3 separate regions of the Zea mays genome follow, and regions 1 and 3 are each linked to region 2. Evidence: chromatin contacts called from public Hi-C data. All regions are on one chromosome and are shown on one strand. The core of a region is the stretch at or near the end of the contact, and the rest is flanking DNA. Distances in the headings are between cores, read along the strand shown. Region 1 has its middle 32 kb from the start of LOC103635061. Region 2 overlaps LOC100272416 (phospholipase D family protein). Region 3 holds the start of LOC100303795 (anther-specific protein SF18).

Region 1 (2,917 bases), core at 269-2,768, 570 kb after region 2:
ATGTTTGCAAAGAAAAAATCAGAATATTGTCCTTGTCGTTGGATTGATTGGAGCCACATTGCGGAATATTAGTGAAGTACATGATAATGGATGGGAGGAATTGTTTGAGGAGGTAAAGACCTTTTATAACCAACATAACATTATTGTACCAAAGATGGATGATACAATTACTGTCCGAGGTCGCTCAAGGGGACATGGAGGTCAGTTAGTGACTTACTATCATCATTTCAAAAATGAGATCTTTATTGTTATGTATGATCAAGTTATTGTGGAATTAAACAATCGCTTCACTGAAAGATCTACTCGATTATTAAGATGCATTTCTTGTCTAGATCCAATAAATTCATTTGCCAACTATGACAAAGCTCAGCTGATAGAATTGGCTAAGATTTATTCAGCAGACTTCTCTCAATATGACCTCTTGATCCTTAGAGACCAACTCGATATATTTATTGTTGATGTGAGGGGTAATTCTGATTTTGCAAATTGTGAAGACCTTGGTAATCTGGCTATTAAGATGGTGCAAACTGAGAGACACCTAGTTTTTGCATTGGTTTATCGTCTCATTGAATTAGCCTTAATTTTGCTTGTTGCAACTGCCACGGTTGAAAGAGCCTTCTCAGCTATGGAAATCATCAAAACAGAATTGAGAAATTTGATGGGAAATGATTGGTTGAATCATAAAATGGTATGCTATATAGAAAGAGATATCTTCACAAGTATTCAAAGTGATGATATTTTATACCATTTTTAAGAATTGAAGAGTTGTATGAAAAAGCTACCTCCACAAAGTTCAAGTGGTATATTTTTGTGCTCACTTATACATTTTTGCATTCATTAGTTATATTGTCATGTTGTATCTCTCATTTTATACAAATATTTAACTTGCAATCTGTAGGTTCAAATTTACTTGCTAATGTTGATGAAGTTATTAGATGCGGGGAAGGACCAAATCGTCTCTAATTAGGTACCTTTATATTTTTTATCAAGTTTATTATATTTTTAGATGCTGAATTGAAGTAAATACTATCTTAGTCTATGTTTATGGTATATTTTGTTTTAGCGATATATTTAGCCACACAATATATTAGGGGTTGTTTAAATTAACCTTTAAATTTTATAGAGTGGTCCGGAGTGTTAATTTTATAGAGCTTCGCCACTGGCTTAACTAATGATCCATAAACCACCATGCTTTGATTGGGCACGTGACAACCCCTCACCAGTACACTACTGTGTCACTGGTATAGACTATAGAGAGATTCAGTGGAGTGGTGAGTGCAGACTGCAGCCCAGCCCCTCTTCGTCCCTGCCTTTTGTGTTCAGCTTGGGTGCAGACCTGCTACACACTCACTGCTAGGACATGAACGCTCACAAGTCACGAATGATCTCGCCAATAATCTCTACGAAAGTGAAACGCCAGCGTTCATTCGGACCAAAAAGGAGGAAGATGACTCACACGGCCCAACTCACACAGCAGCAGCTCGATCATATCAGCCTATGAAGACCATTTGTTTGGGTCAATGCAGCAGGCCACCGACAGCTTTCCATAGGCCCAGGTATCACCTCCAAGGTTGTTGTACAGGGCCAGCGAACTCACTGTTTTTTTCCTTAAATACACAAAAGGTTTAGGTCATTGTTATTAATTAAGGTAGAATATATAGTTTTATCTTACAAACGACGCATTTCTGTTCAGCATCCTAAAACATCTATACAATTGCAGCTATGGGCTACACCAATCCTATCCTAACGCACAGGTCTAATTTCTAACATTACAAAAATAATAAATGGATCACATATAAAAAAATGTTGGTCTACTATCTCCCTAGACTTCTATGAGCTTTGTAATGGTTTTCATGAGGGCACCTATTGGATCACATATAATCCTGGTACCAAAGAACTCCTCCCCCATCACAGTTAATGAATACCGCCCAATATCGCTTCTAAACTCTTGTGTCAAACTGATGACAAAGCTATTAGCCAACAGATTGCAGGGAGTGATTACCAAGCTCATTCATGACAACCAATATGGTTTTATTAAGGAACACACCAAACAAGACTGCCTGACCTAGTCCTTTGAATATGTACACCTATGCAAGCAATCAAAGAAAGAGCCGGTTATCCTAAAGCTTGACTTCGAAAAGACATTTGACAAATTGGAACACAATGTTATTATCGACATCTGGAAACATAAAGGGTTTGGGCCCAGATGGCTAATGTGGACGGAAATGATTATGAACTCAGGGACATCCTCAGTGCTGCTAAATGGAGTCCCCAAGAAAAGTTTCCATTGTAGAAGGGGGTCAGACAAGGCGACCCCCTTTCTCCGCTGTTGTTTGTCCTAGCTGCGGACCTCCTACATGCTATCGTCAATAAAGCCAAAAATCTTGGACTTCTCAAACTACCTCTGACCCATATGGGTGATCAGAATTTCCCCGTCATACAATATGCAGATGACACAATTCTAGTCATGGAAGTTTGTCCTAAGCAACTGTTCTTCCTCAAGGCAGTTCTCAACTTCTTTGCTGATTCAACAGGCCTTCATGTCAATTATCATAAGTCCAATATCTACCCCATCAATGTGTCTGACGACAAGATGAACATCCTTGCAAAGACTTTCAATTGCAGTATTGGGAATTTCCCTTTCACATATTTAGGGATACCGATCGGGACAACCAGACCAAAGTTGGATTCCTTTTTTTCCTTGATTCAGAAGATTGAGAAAGTTTATCTACAACATCCACACTTCTATCACAAGCAGGTAGACTACAGATGGTTAATGTGGTATTCTCGGCTCTCTCAACATACTTTCTCTGCATGCTAAAACTACCCCAATCAGTGATCAAGCACATTGACAAGTACATAAAACATTGCCTTTGGAGGGGATCAGACATCAACGCAAAAAGGCCACCGCAAGCAG
Region 2 (3,115 bases), core at 355-2,854:
ATTGAGCATTGGCAGATTCTGTTGAAATTTGTTATCTGATCATTATTGTGGATGTGGTACTTTGGAAGTTTCTGTGAGGCAGTGAGGGCACATTTGGTATATTGTTTTATCTAATGTAATCATTGTTTTATAGGCAATTAAATGTACATGCTGAGACGAATTATTGGAATTTCATTCGTTCTAAATTATAGGTTGAGTTTTGTCTTAAATAGGTTATCAATCAACTAAGGTCACTGGAGTGTACTTCATCTGATCCAAATCATAATTTAGCCTCCGTTTGTTCCTTTAGTTCAGAGACTAAAGTTTAGTCTCTATCTTTTTTGGTTTTAGAGACTAAACTATTCAAAACATATTAAATGAATTATAAGAAGACTAAATTATCCCTTAGTATTCTCCCACCATTAATGCAACTGAAATAAAGAAGGAACAAAAAGTGAAATTTATATGGTTTAGTTACCCCTTGAGAGACTAGAGACTAATATAGTTTAGTTCCACCATTTGATAATTTAGGAACTAAATGTGACTAAAATGGAAGGACTAATCTTTAGTCCATCGAACAAAACAGACCTTTACACATGAGATTTTTACGAAGGGGTGTTTGGTTTTTAAGGACTATTTTTTAGTTTCTCCATTTTATTCTATTTTAGTCACCAAATACGGAAACTAAAACTCTATTTTAGTTTCTGTATTAGGATATGTTTTATTTCTTTAGTCCACGAACTAAAGTTTAGTCGAGTGATTAAAGTTTAGTCCTTACCCTATTTTGTTGCATGGACTAAAAGTATTCAGAACGTATTAAATGACTCGTAAGAAGACTAAAATGCTCCTTAACATTCTTCCACCATTAGCGTAATTGAAATAAATGAGGGGCAAAATGTGGAATTGATATATTTTAGTCCCTTTTAATCACCATTTGAGAGACTAGAGACTAAAGCACTTTAGTCCTTATTTTAGTCTCACTATTTGACTAGTTAGGGACTAAGGGCATGTTTGGTTTCCTGACTAATTTGCCACACTTTGCCTAACTTTTCTGACTAAGGTTAGTTCTTAAACTCGAACAACTAACCTTAGGCAAAGTGTGGCACAATTAGCCACGAACCAAACAGGCCCTAAATGAGACTAAAATGGAGTGACTAATCTTTAGTCTCTTAAACCAAATAGAGTCTTAGTCATTTTAGGGACTAAAATAGAATAAAATGAAGGGACTAAAAATTAATCTATAGAAACCAAATTCATTAACTTTGACTAATTTTTTTTAGAAAAAAAATACAAAGTAGAAAGCAAATAGCGGTATTTTTTTATTTTAAAACAACCGCAGGCCTTTGCGGAAGCAGGAATAGGACGACTTCAGTTAGGTTGTGCGCTGTTGGGCCGAACAAAGACCGCTCGGCTCGTTTCACTCGGGCTACGCAGCCAGCAAACGGAAGAGCTGAAGCGTCGGTCGGAGAGGCGTCTGCGCGTTGGAATTTTTTAGTACCACAACGCGAGCTGAAGCGACGTGAGTGTTGCCTGGGCGCTATAAGAACGACGCGTGAGGGATGCGGAACTCTTACCTGACCCTGTCAGGGGTGAAAGGCGGCCCGTTGATGATCGTATAGAGACTGACGTGCCGTGCCGACACCCGACTGAACACGTTGCCAAAGGTGCGAGCGATGTCCTGCCCCTACTTTAGGGTGGGCTCGCGCGCCAATTTTTGGAAGGCCCTGCTACCCTCTGGGAAACGGGGCCTACACCACAGCTGAACATGGATATTTTTTTCTATAGACGGCAATTATTTTATTTATTAGCTGCGTAACTAAGCCAACTCTCAATAAAGATATTCGAAGGAATTTATTTATTTTATATTTTGTATGCACGATTAAGATAAGTTAAAGCCTTGGCGAAAAGTACGTACTTAAAATTTAGCCTGGACACGTACTATTAATAGAGCTAATTGGTAGTCATAAAATTAGTTATCTGAGTTGTTAGTCAGCAGATAAGTTAGCTGGTTTTATCTGGGTTAAAGTAGCTAATTTGTTTTTTATTAGCTGCTAATAGCTTCGATAGGTATAACTAACAAAATTTTAATTTCTAAAGAATTTTTTGTTTTGTTTATTGGCTGCGTAGCCAAGTCAACTCTCAACAAAGCTTTTCGCAGGAAATTATTTATTTTATATTAGAATTAATGATAGTAGGTGGAGCTATATTTTTTGCGCAGTTTCCATTTGCAGACTGTACGGCACAAACTTTTTTGTTGCTGTCGGCTAGCCCTAATCTTTTACATGTTCTTTTGCTACAATGTTTTTTCTCATCAAATATCAAAAACAAGTAATAGGTATAATATTACAGACTTTGAAACTTTCTATATCTTAAAAAAATATACCAAAAGGAGAGATAAATTAGATGAATTGAACTTTCCCAATTTAAAAAACTTGTACTCAAGCACACAAATTCACTCCTTAAAGAGTTCGAGTCTTAGACTAGCATGGCAATTCTAGTAATATAAAATGCTTCAAAAGAATTGATCAAATGCGTATATGTAAAGTAAAAGAAGGGATTAGAAGCTCGATGTTTTTTCGAGTTATCGGAGGGTCAATATATTTCACTAGTTCTTGTTGGAGCACCCACGCAAGAGTATCGCTCCCCACGCAAGGGTTGGTTTGTGCGAGGACAAAATGCTCTCTATGAGATGTTTTTTGCTCAGACATGGTGAACTGCTCACAAACATGTATAAGCTTGAGTTGTATTACTCACAAGCTCTCCGAGTGATAATTGAACTCCTAATCGACACCAAGTCTTCTGCAAATAAACTAATATGGCCACTATTCATGTGATTAGTAACTCTCAAGTCCCTAACTAGGGAAAGACTCTTCCCCACTCTCAAGTTTCTTTCACCAGTTGAAATAGAAGAGACCTCATTTGGCCGAGTTGGGGGGGGGAGGGTATATTAGCCCCAAGCAAAGAAACTAGCCGCTACAAGCCAACTCAGCAAAGTCAAGGGGCACCAAACATGTCTAGTGCATACCAAATCTCTGCACCAGACATGTCTAGTGCTTTTCTAACGTCTAATTTTTTAAACTAGCTGTTATTGTACTAGTATCTTGTTTCGGTGCGACACCGAACACATTCGGTGAGT
Region 3 (3,266 bases), core at 760-3,259, 530 kb after region 2:
CATTATCTAATGTTCATAAAAAAAGTAAAATTGCATCACATACTCTAATTCAAAGCTAAAAAAACTTGTAACTAGCATTATCTCTAGCTTTGTGTTCTTTATCAAATACATGAAAGTGTGGAATGAAGTGTATTTTTAATTAATACTAGTCGGTTGCCCGTGCGTTGCGACGGTTTATAACAATACCATGTAAACTATCCACCAAAAGATTTTAAGAATTTTTATTGATTCCGTATAATATTTTTTTTGATTTGGCTAACTGATGTTATTATTTACTCCATTCAATACGTCTTGGTACAACACAACCAATGAAGTGAGTGATTAGAAGAGAGTTCACAACGACTGACTGAACGAACATATATTATAAAATGACATAATTCCACCATACAGAGACCAAATAAGAGAAAGTTTGTGAGCTCAAGTTTCTAAAATAAGTCACATGAACTCAAACTTATAAAAAAATAGATCAAAATATAGAGTGATTGCTAAAGTCAGGCATTAATAAAAACTGGATGCGTTTCATATAAATTATGCTACTTCGTAGCAATTACCAACGTTTAAAACCAACAAATAACCTTTTATTTTACTGTTAGTGTGACAAATCATTGTTGCTCCATCCAATTTAGCAACCTCAAACACCATGGAGGCCATTGCGCCAATATGGTCTCAGAAACGACCTAATGCTTGCAAGAGCCAAGAACGTCGTGCCGTGTTTGGGCTGTAGCCTCGGCCTCTAGTGCTGGTCCAGCCCAACACGATTATACATTTTTTATTTTAAAAAACGCATATACATATATATAATTTATATTCAATATTAAAAATATCTTAGCATGATGTTCTACTAGTTAGACAGCTTTACCCAGTGTCTCCCGCCCTTCTTCCATCAGGGCATGGGTTCGAACCCCACCTCCTCCACTGTTTTTAACATTTTACGCTGATTTAATCAAATGGGCCGACGGGCTAACGGGTTGGCCCGACACAGTCAGCAAGCCGGTATGACGTGCCTAGGCCAGAGTTGTGGCCCGCGGGGCGTCTGGCCCGTGCCTGACCGCCGTTTGGCCATCTATAGGCGTGCAACAGATTAATTTAAAATAGCTATGATGATTTATTTGTAAAAAGATGATGTGGGACGATCGTTGAAACTGGTGCTTTAAGTATAGTATAGATATGAGCATTTTCATGCCTCTATGTGGGTCGTTTCGTGTCTGCCTTAAACGAGCCGTGCTTGTACCCACCCATGGGCCACGACCTCGGCCAAAACCCGGTCTGATATATATCGGACCGTGCCAATCCGACACTAAATGTTTGAGACAGTGTTGTATTTGGTCTGTGATTTTTTTCGTGCTTCGGACCAGCCCAACATACTTGGCCAAGTGTATATATATATATATATATATATATATATATATATATATATATATATATATATATATATATATATATATATATATATATATATATATATATATATATATATATATATATATATATATATATATATATATATATATATATATATATATATATATATATATATATATATATATATATATATATATGACGCCCACGCCGCGGGCCGTGGGCCTATGGTCTAGATCCGCACATGACTCAGCCCCTCTGTCCATGTTGCAAGCCCATCGGCACTATATTCTATGATAATTCATGTTTGTTACAATTATGTATTTTTAGCAGTGGTATCTTACAGCACACGTTGAAAACGCAAAGAACCGATCTTAATGCCAGTTATTATCATCTAAACCTTGCGGTTGTCCTTAATTTCCCCATTGTCGATCTGCTGGAAAGTGGCACCGTGCAAGGTATCCCAAAAAAAAAAAGCGGACGCAAAAAGTGCGGGGAAACATAATAAGCGAAAGCGAGCAAGTCCGTGACGGCGACTAAACTAATCGAGGCAGCCGACCATGCCAGATGCCACCTTCCACTTCCTTCCCTTCCCAATTAAGTACCCCATTCCATCAACACTCCACATGCTCTCACTCCCACTCCCGTCCCTACCACCCCGCTCCCCGCCATGGCAGCACTCCTCCTCCTCCCGCTCGTCCTCGCCGCCAGCCTAGGCTTGGGCAATGCCGACCCGGCTCCGGCCACCATCGTGCACAAGGACGGCACGACCTGCACCCTCTGCGCGTCCTGCGACAATCCCTGCAACCCGTCCTACTACTACCCGCCGCCGTCCCCTCCCCCGGCGCCGGTCACCACGCCCTGCCCGCCCACCACGCCGTCCTACCCTTCCCCCTCCGGCGGAGGCGGAGGCCCCGTCATCTACTCGTCCCCGCCACCTCCTGCTGCTTCCGGCGGCGGCGGCGGCCTTGGTGGCGGAGGCTTCTACTACCCGCCGCCTACCGGCGGAGGCGGCGGCAGTGGCGGTGGCGCGTCGCAGCAGGGCGGTGGTGTGTACCCGACGGCGCCGCCGCCGCCCAACCCGTTCCTGCCCTACTTCCCCTTCTACTTCTACAGCCCGCCGCCGCCGTTGCACTCCGGCGCGCGGGCCGTGACCGCCGCCTCGCTGCTGCCGGTGCTCCTCCTCACAAGCATGCTGCTGCTGCTGTGTCAGACGCCGTGAGGGGTCCAGATCTGCAGAGCGAGCCATCATTCAATGCGTGCTGCACCTGCATGCATGCATGCGCTGTTTCTAGTTTCTACAAGGCGGTGATCGATCCAGCTGGCGATTCAATTGTGGTTGGGGGTGGCCTGTGTATTCTACCGGTACTAAATTGTAATTGTTGTTTTTTTTTACGATTCGGTTCATTTCCTCGTCCTCTTTCTTCTTCTCTTTCGGATTCGTAGCACAGATTGTACAAGGAGGGGGGCAGCAGTTAGTAATAATCTATAGCATACCCATTTCATGTCACAGAATGAAGAAGTCTGTTCGCCTAGCTCTCTAGCTTTGTTTCTCACCTCTCTCTCTGTTCTACATGGGATACTGTGCCTATTTTAAATAATTGTTTTGATTATGAGGTTGGTAGATCTCTGCGGCCAAGAAATCATTATAAAAAAGTCTTTGGTGGATCGAAATGTCTGGTGCCAGTCCCACCCAGGCCAGCCCAGCTGGGAGAGGAAATGGGAGTGGAAGACACAATAATAATCTGCTTGGCTACTCACTTTGCCAGAGTCTCGCCTCGTCTCGTCTCGAGACGCGCGAGCGACCAAAGCAAGCATCCAAAGACACAAGTAACATTTGCGAGGGGTCCACGTTCCACCATCTCCGTCCCCGATCCGTGTGCTGTGCATATGCAAATGCAAGTGCA

The links. A called contact is a pair of places that touch in the nucleus more often than the background predicts.
Region 1: a contact with region 2 is called in a Hi-C map of ear, with 4 times the contacts expected there. The contact joins two enhancer-like sites. A contact is called at or near these places in 2 of 25 Hi-C or Micro-C datasets (ear and tassel).
Region 3: a Hi-C map of ear shows a contact between it and region 2, with 1.7 times the contacts expected there. The contact joins the promoter of LOC100303795 here to the enhancer-like site in region 2. A contact is called at or near these places in 2 of 25 Hi-C or Micro-C datasets (ear and tassel).

Annotation. Positions count from the first base shown.
Region 1 is chr8:35,382,078-35,384,994 of Zm-B73-REFERENCE-NAM-5.0, forward strand. No RefSeq gene overlaps it. Among protein-coding and RNA genes, the nearest start is that of LOC103635061, 32 kb to the right of the region's middle. Within about 2 kb of position 1,519, at least 12 of the 20 cell types and tissues checked have an H3K27ac peak or open chromatin away from gene starts, as enhancers often do. A contact at or near this core is called in ear, where this site is marked.
Region 2 is chr8:34,810,242-34,813,356 of Zm-B73-REFERENCE-NAM-5.0, forward strand. It overlaps LOC100272416 (phospholipase D family protein), which reads left to right. Exons shown (of 20, transcript NM_001350737.1): 20 at 1-50. Among protein-coding and RNA genes, the nearest start is that of LOC100272416, 28 kb to the left of the region's middle. Within about 2 kb of position 1,605, at least 17 of the 20 cell types and tissues checked have an H3K27ac peak or open chromatin away from gene starts, as enhancers often do. A contact at or near this core is called in ear and tassel, where this site is marked.
Region 3 is chr8:35,337,116-35,340,381 of Zm-B73-REFERENCE-NAM-5.0, forward strand. It overlaps LOC100303795 (anther-specific protein SF18), which reads left to right and starts at 2,010. Exons shown (of 1, transcript NM_001165429.1): 1 at 2,010-2,776. The coding sequence starts at 2,030. The coding sequence ends at 2,581.